3 separate regions of the Rattus norvegicus genome follow, and regions 1 and 3 are each linked to region 2. A link is a contact called in public Hi-C data. All regions are on one chromosome and are shown on one strand. Each heading gives the region's core, a stretch centred on a gene start, on an enhancer-like site or on the middle of the called end of the contact. The rest is flanking DNA. Distances are from core to core; before and after follow the strand shown. Region 1 holds the start of Zfp108 (zinc finger protein 108). Region 2 holds the start of Zfp112 (zinc finger protein 112). Region 3 has its middle 9.5 kb from the start of Zfp61.

Evidence for each region. Hi-C and Micro-C count contacts between places; a contact is called where the count stands out from the background.
Region 1: a contact with region 2 is called in a Hi-C map of prefrontal cortex, with 5 times the contacts expected there. The contact joins the promoter of Zfp108 here to the promoter of Zfp112 in region 2. A contact is called at or near these places in 3 of 12 Hi-C or Micro-C datasets (kidney, liver and prefrontal cortex).
Region 3: a Hi-C map of kidney shows a contact between it and region 2, with 2.3 times the contacts expected there. The contact joins the enhancer-like site here to the promoter of Zfp112 in region 2. A contact is called at or near these places in 2 of 12 Hi-C or Micro-C datasets (Schwann cells and kidney).

The regions. Positions count from the first base shown.
Region 1 is chr1:88,947,073-88,949,772 of GRCr8, forward strand. It overlaps Zfp108 (zinc finger protein 108), which reads left to right and starts at 1,293. Exons shown (of 3, transcript XM_063277602.1): 1 at 1,293-1,552. The coding sequence starts at 1,550.
Region 2 is chr1:88,803,523-88,806,222 of GRCr8, forward strand. Zfp112 (zinc finger protein 112) reads left to right here and starts at 1,311. Exons shown (of 4, transcript NM_001107487.1): 1 at 1,311-1,408.
Region 3 is chr1:88,974,787-88,977,486 of GRCr8, forward strand. No RefSeq gene overlaps it. Among named protein-coding and RNA genes, the nearest start is that of Zfp61, 9.5 kb to the right of the region's middle. Within about 2 kb of position 1,330, at least 84 of the 93 cell types and tissues checked have an H3K27ac peak or open chromatin away from gene starts, as enhancers often do. A contact at or near this core is called in Schwann cells and kidney, where this site is marked.

The DNA.
Region 1 (2,700 bases), core at 43-2,542, 140 kb after region 2:
CAGGGTTTTGTTGTTTTTGTTTTTATTGTGTGTGTTTGTTTTTACTGTAACCAATATTCCAAATGTTTTTACAAAGTATTTGGTGTTGATGAAAGGTTTTTACTAAACTTGGGTTGTCAAGGTCTTCCTTCTCCTTTTTTCCTTCTAGTTTTAGGTCAGACTGTCCTCCAGGACTAAGATCGATCTGAGACTCTGCATTGCAGTTCAGACTGATTTGTGCTGCTCCCACAGATTCTCCAAGGCTGTGTCTCAGATGAAGAACAGAGTTATTTCTTACAGCTCAGGGCTCTGAAGGTCAAGCAAAGGTTAAGCCCCCACTGGAGGATTCTGGGCAGGTTGTGGTTTGAGTGAGAACACCCCCATAGGCTCATATGTTAACATGCTTAGTCACCAGGAGTAGAACTCTTTGAAAGAATTTGAAGGATAAGGAGATATGGCCTTGTTGGGGAAAGTATGTCACTGGGGCTGGCTTTGAGATTTTAAGTGCACATGCCAGGCCCCGTGTCTCTTTCTTTGTCTCTCAAGTATGGATGGATGTAACTCTCAGCTACAATGCCTGCTCCCGCCATGATGATGTACTAAACTTCTGAAACTGTAAGCAAACCCCTAATTAAACGTTTCCTTTTATAAGATTTGTCTTGGTCATAGTGTCTCTTCACAACAATAGAACAGTGACTCAGATAGCCTATTTTCTACCACCAGGTCACACCCCCAGCTCCTAAGGGATTCTGGGCAGGTGCTCTACAATTGAGCCAGTTCCCCACCCATCACAGGGGGATTCTAGGCCGGGACTCTGACTTGGCTCCTGTATTAGGTAAGTGCAGCTGTGCAGTTTACTTGTTAGCTTTTATAATGCAATGTAAAATTCATTACAATTTTACATTGGGTCTTCAATGGGTTTTTGTTTTGTTTTGTTAAATATCCACAGCCAGTCCTGATGGGCCTCGGCTTGAATCCCACCTCGGGGGAGGCAGAGGCAAGCTCATCTGTCAGTTTGAGGCCAGCCTGGACTACAGAAGGAGTTCCAGGACAGCCAGGGCTACACAGAGAAACCCTGTCTCAGAAAAACAAAACAATAAAAAAAAACAAAAAAAAACAAAGAAGTATCCATAGTTGTCTTTCATGGAATTTCAGAAATGAAAAAACCAAGTTCCCAAAGGTGAGCCTTAAAAAGGTTCACCGAGGCTTTGCCATTCTGGGAAATGTAGTCCTTGGATGGTGCAGCCGCTGAGGAATTCTGGGAATTGTAGTTTTGACGCCAGCGGCGGTCACAATCGTTTCCGCTCCCGGGGTGCGAAGCGACATGTGAGTGCTTCCTGTGAGGTGAAAACCTGGAGAGTCTTCTGGCTCTTCCTGTGCGCCTGTGCTCCTGATGTATCCTCTCAGTGACCGCGTCTGCAGCCCGAGGAGAAGTGAGGCATTCAAGTCCTCTCTAGCTGGGCTCTGCCTGAGGCGAGGCTGCCCTACACTGACCCACCTCAGCAGCTTGCAGAGGTCCCAGGAGAGTCTAGTTTCTCTGGGGAGCCTTGAGAAGGAGCTGTGATGAGAGATGGTCAGTGTCCTGAATCGTTAAGTGGTATGCAATTCTACTTTTTATGTGATTTTCTCCATTTGTTTATTAAAATAAACAAGTAATATTTTTATTTTCTTAAATTTATTAAATAACTTTGTTTAATAATTGCAAATGAATAAATAAATAAAGGAAGAGGTCAAAAGACAACTTGTTGGAGTCAGGTCTCTCGTTCCTCCCAGTGGTGCCCAGAGACTCAAACTCAGCATTTTAGACTCACTGGCAGTTTCCTTTACCGCTGAGCCATCTCATAGGCCCAAACTCCCCTTTCCTTAGTGAGGGTTTAGGTTTTTTTTTTTTTTTTTAAATTGATCATTTTCTTCATGCCTGTGGGAAAAGAGACCTTGTGAAGACTCTTGCAAATGAACAACATTTGCTAGTAATTAAGTCTATTAGAGAAAGACACAGAAGAGGACAATATCACTCCCATGTATGGAAACGATAATATGTAAGATAGCCGTCACATTGACAGACCCTTCTCAGAGTCATGACACAGCAATCATCAGAGTTCGGGGCTTCTTAAACATTTGTTTTTCTGGGAAACCCATCACCACAGGCAGCCTTGTGAAGGTAGGAGCACCCAGCACCCCTGAAGCTCCTGGAAATAGAGAATGTGGCTTTCCTAACCCTTTGCTGTGAGTGAGGTGAGGCACCCATGGTCCGGTACCCCGGAGCCTTACACTAGCGATCAGCAGGAAGTAGGTAGGAAAGCCTGCTCAGCCGCACAGCACTTGGGGCTGATGGAGAAGCTGAGGAAGCCATGTGGACCGACTGTCCTAGCAATGTGCTCACGAAGCCCTTCCTCCCCCAGCTTGCTTCCCAGAGCCCTGCCTTGTCTCAAAGAGAAGAGAACGATGACCAAGTTACAGGTAGGTCGGGCTGCTTCCCTGTTCCCCACACGGCTAGGATTGGGAACAGGACCCCTGCATGTTGGGCCAGTGCTCTGCAGCCGAGCCTCTCTGAACTGCATGGAGTAAGAGGGGAATTGGTGAGAAGAGAGGTCTGGAGGAGGAGGGATGAGAGAGGACAGTGGGGACATGTGCTCAAAGTGCACTGTGCACAGGAAAGTGTTAAAAGGAAGAATAAAAAGAATTAGAGAAGTGACTGGAGAGACCGCTCAGTAGTTAAGG
Region 2 (2,700 bases), core at 61-2,560:
GCTGAAGGCAGAAGGCAGATCTCAGAACCTGGTCAGATAAGAGAACAGCAAAGGTTCTCCACACTCTGGCTTTGTTGAAGACTTGAATGTCTGGGAGACAATAGACTCTTTATTGCCCATCCCCCTAACTTATAGATACAACCAGTGTTAGAAAGAAGTATTTATGTTGGGCTGGTTTGCTTGGTTTTGGTTATTTTTTTGATTCAGAATCTCCTTGTAGCCATGGGTGGTCTGGAACTCACCATATAGACCAGGTTGGATTTGAACTCAAAAGGCCTGCCTGCCTCAGCTTTCCAAGTGCTGGGCTTAAAGGTGTGTGTTACAACACCGACTTAAGTGTATGGATTTCAGTGGGCACTTGAAGGAGCCATGCTGGTGTAAATTAATATGAAGCCAAAATGGTTACAAGTTAGACCCCTGGAGCTTTCATGGTTCGGTTGAACAATGGAAATTCTTTAGTAAACTCGGAAAATATGTGGCAGTGGAATTGATGAACGTTTAAAGACTTTTTGAAGGATTTGAGTGGGGTGTGTGCCCATGTGCGTCTGTTTTGGCCTACTTGGCCTTGTTGAATAGATGAGTAGCCCATATGTCTTACCACAGTTACTGGGTGGTGGTTGATGGCTCTCAAGTGTTATACTGTAAAATAGATTATTAAACAAATGGTTGAGTAATTTCTATCGTCTGCTAAATAGCTTCGTTTCGGACTGGTGAGATGGCTCAGCATGGGGGTGACTGGGTGGGGGTTAGATATGTTGAGTTTGCCCTAGTGTCATTTTTGGAAAGCTTTTCTTTTACAAGATTACAAAGAGGGTGGAGGTTGGGAAGCTGACGGTGACTAGTGATCAGTAGAATTAATTCAGTCGGAGAATCCTCAAATTGAGGACTATGCAAATGATTTCTAAGGGAAGTCCACTGAGCCCTGCAGATCCCAGGAACTGTAGCCTAGAAGGCCCACGCAGTCCCTGACGCGATCTAGAAAAGCGCCGTTTAACAATCTTCCACAGAGAGCAGGGAAAGCTTCGTGGTTTGGAAGATTTTTGGCTTCGGGTACGCTAAAGACGCTGTTCTGGACTTTCAAAGTTTGAGATCCAATCCAGTTTCCTTACTCCATGGCACTTCCGCTCTGGGAAGGCGGAGGGACTCTGAGAATTCTGGGAAATGTAGTTCATGACCCTGCCATACCCGGGAAAATAGGATAACTTCCGCTGCAGGAGGTTGAGAGGCCACCCTATTCCGGTTGGGGGATGTGGGAACTGTAGTTTGTGTAAGAATAACTTTCTCAGCAGGAGATTATGTCCTCCTTTCTCCCTTCGGAAATTCTGGGAAGTGTAGTCCGGGCTGCTAATGAGGGAAGAGTCACTTCCGCCCCAGGTGTGCGAGGCCTTGTCCTGTTCCTTTCAGAAAGGTGAGCCCTCCCCTTTACTGACCCCTCCCGAGTCTGTGCGATCCGTTTCAGGTTTCCATGTGCGATAGCCACTAAGTGTGTATCCTGGGTAAGGAAATCTGCCTCTGAAAGGCAGAAGGCGACCTTTGAAAGAGCCTGCCCAAGCGTGCTGCGATTGCACAAACTGACTGAGGTTTAGCCAGGGGCTGTCAGTCACCTGGATGGAGGATCTGCTGGGTGTTGTGCACCCCCAGCCGCCTTCCTAGCCCCAGTCAGCGATGCCATCTCCCAGCAGTGGAGTTCAGATTCTCCATCTCTGCCTCCGTTTCTTCCTTCACTCCTTGGTACCTAGCTAAGAGTGATCTAGAGTTTCCTGCAAGGCTCAAAACAGCTGACGCGTGGTAGATGGGACATTTGCAATCAGTACTCTCCAAATTCCAGAGAAGCTGGAAGCTTTAGTGTTGCTCTCAGAGCTCCTGCTGTAGGGTCTCTTGACGCAGCCTGTCCCCATTATCAAAACCCTTAATGACATTTTTGTCGTTGAGACAATCGTTTCCAGCTGTTGTGTGCAATGTCCACTGTGCCTTATGGGGGCGGGGAGGGGGGGTTTGCTGAAGTTCGATTTCTCCCAGAATCTTGTCTTCTTAATCCTTTATTTGAAAAGTGCTGCAGGGAAAAGGGGTAGCACAGAACGTGGTGGTGGTGCAGTAGTTTGAATGAGAAGCATCCCTGTAGTGTCTGGCCTTCGGATGCTAGGTCCACAGTTTAGAGGGCGGGGTGCTGTTTCTGGAGGTGGTGCGGCCTTGCTGGAGGAAGTACGTCATGGGGGCGGGGTCAGGCCCCTAGACGTTTACTTGCTCTGCTCTGTGCTTCAGGTGGCCTGTGGTATCTTTCAGTTTCTGTATCCTGTTGACGAGCCTGCCACCTGCCATGCTGTCCCTACCATTAAGGAACTGAAAGCCAAAATAAATGCATTCTCCCACAAGATGCCTTATTCATGGTTTTTTATCACAGCAACAGAAAAGTAACTAGTACACACATGGATAGAGCTTAGCATCCTTCTGTCAATCCTTCCTACCTCCTCTTCTGAGGAGTGAGGTTCCCTTTACTCATTGGCAGAACCAGTTATGAATAAGTTCTGGACGGGATGAAGAAATGCTTGGACATAAACAGTAAGGATGCCATTTAATACTAAATGCTGAAAGGGTTTTATACAAATTAATAAATATAACTCTTATAAGAGCTTTATTGGAGTGCAGTCATCATTATTTAATTTACTTATTTTTATCACATCTATTTAAGGAAAAAGTAAA
Region 3 (2,700 bases), core at 80-2,579, 170 kb after region 2:
GTCTAATGGCACAAGATACTGTGAAATGTGGTGTGGAGACCCTCAGTTGTAATCCTAGCACTTGGGAGGTATAGGCAGAGAGATTGGGAGTAAGAAGTCATCTTTGCACAGTAAGTTTGAGGCCACCCTGGGCTATATTAGACCCTGTACCATTAAAAATGAAGGAGGAGGAGGAGAAGGAGGAGGAGGAGAAGGAGAAGGCAGAGGAGGAGGAGAAGGAGGAGGAGGAGAAGGAGAAGGCAGAGAAGGAGGAGGAGGAGGAGGATGGGGAAGAGGGGGAGGAGGAGGAGGTGGAGAGATGCCTCAAGCCATTAAGAGCACTTGCAGAGCTTCCAGAGGAGCTAGTTCAGCTCTCAGCACCCATGTCAGATGACCCTCAACCTCCTGGAACCCATGCTCCAGGGGATCTGATGACTTAAACTGGCCTCCTCAGGCACTCCACACACAAGTGCACGTTGCCTCCCTTTCCCTCTCTCTTGCACACGTGAACATTCCACTAAACACACTCTCTCTCTCTCTCTGTCTCTGTCTCTCTCTCTCTCTCTCACACACACACACAAACAAACACACACACACACACACACTAAAAAAAAAGATTTTTTTTAAAAGCAGATAAAATGATATCATGTTTCTGGTGGCTAATTTCCGGGATCAAGGGGCTGCAGTGATATGAAGGAACACCCCAACAAGAAAGCACCTTTGAATGCAGTACCTGGGGCTTCATCCCTCCTTCCTGCTGATTTGGGAACACTGAAAGCAAGAATGAGGGCAGACTGTTTCCTGAGGGATGTGAGGGAAAGGGCCCAGCATTCTCCTAGAGCCGGGGCTGGCTTCCAGGAAGGAAAAAGACGCCTGAGAATAGGATCGGCCCACAGCAGAAGGCGTCCAGTTATGCTGTCACCATCACCCGTTGCTTTTTTTTTTTTTTTTTTTTTTTTTTTTTTTTTGGTTCTTTTTTTCGGAGCTGGGGACCGAACCCAGGGCCTTGTGCTTCCTAGGTAAGCGCTCTACCACTGAGCTAAATCCCCACCCGTTGCTTTTTAACTGAGGACCATCCCAGCTACTGCCAACTTCCGACTGAGGAAACCGGAGCTGAAGTTTAGGGGTTGTGAACCTCCGGTCTTAGAGGTCCTGTGCCCTCACGTCCTGTCTCTGGGAGCGACCGTCTGACAGGATAAAAAGACTGAAAGGGACTCAGGCAGATGTGGGGTGGACTCAACTCCCTGATCCGAAAGAGGATGGCAGCTTAGTTCTTCAGAGGGCGGGAGCAGCTTAGCTTGCTCTAGCTCCTGAACTACACTTCCCAGAAGCCATCGGGAGCGCCCGCCCTCCGGATAGTCTTGGAATACACTTCCCAGAATTCTCACTACTGGAAGAACCAAATCCTGACCCATAGATGGGGGGGGGGGGGGGGGGGGGGGGAGGGGCAGTCTGTGAGCTTCCGAACTACAACTTCCAGAAGCGCCTTCTTCTTCCGGCCACTCCATCCAGTTCACAAAATGAGTCCGTGCGTCCTTAGGTTGTTAATTCCTGGAGTGTTAAGTTCCTTTTATTGCTTTTGGGGTTACTAGGGGGAAAATACCAGACAGAAAGAACCTGAAAGTTTTCTTCGGCCCAGTTTTAAAGGGATTTCAGTACATCATAGCTGGAAAGGCCTGGTGGCTCTGGCTTGGGAGTAAAGAAATTCAGTTTCACATCTGGTGGCTGGTCCAAAAAGCAGAGAAGGCATGACAGAACCAAAAGCAAAGGTCTGTCCCTCGAGGCCCCATTTCCAAAGTTTTAGTAACTCGATCGAGGGTCAAGTCTTCAAATCTCGGGGGCTTGGGGGCATTTCCCATCTAGCCCATACAATGCCAAAGAATCCATGGTGTGGAGTATTATCTTGTTACTGCCAGACTTACAAAACCCGTTTTCAGCCGATATGGTCAGAAAGGATAATTGATTCTACAAAACACGAGACAAAAACCCAAGAAGATAGGACCCAGTGGACAACGAAGGTTGGGGCAAAGGACAGATATTCATCATAAAAAGACAATACCATGTTGATACTGCAGATGACAGTAACGAGTGGCTTTCTGTTTTGTCTATTCTGGGGACTGGACCCAGGATCTGTGCGTGATAAACTATTCTAACACTGTGCTACATCCCCAGGTTGAAAGTGAGTTTTTATATTTCGGTTGCTTCTGAGTTCTTACTAAGGCTATTGTGGTTCCTGTAACAGGAACTTACAGCTCAACAGTTTCAAAAGTACATGCCCGCGTTTTAGTAACAAATACTATCTTTTAAGTGCTTGGTACTAGGATTATGTCAGTTCAGCAGTGCCTTTCCTTTATAAAGAACTTCCAAAAAGCCCCGATGAGGCACCCTTCCCACAGTTCTCCTTGTGACACTTGAAAAAGGTCACGGTTGCAACTACAGTTTCCTTGAAATTAATGGTGCCCGGAAACACTGCAATACGAGGACCAGAAACACTGACCTTAACGAGATAATCTTTCTTTTGAAAAATGATTAAAAGAATTCACGGAGCATGCCGGTGAGATGCTCAGTGGGTAAAGGTGCTGCCACCAAGCCTGACAGCCTCAGTTTGATCCCTGGCTCCTCATAAGGTAGAAAGAGGGAACTGCCTCCCAAAAGGTACCCACTGATCTCCACACACATGCTATGATATGTCTGCACGAGTACGTGTGTGCTCCACATACA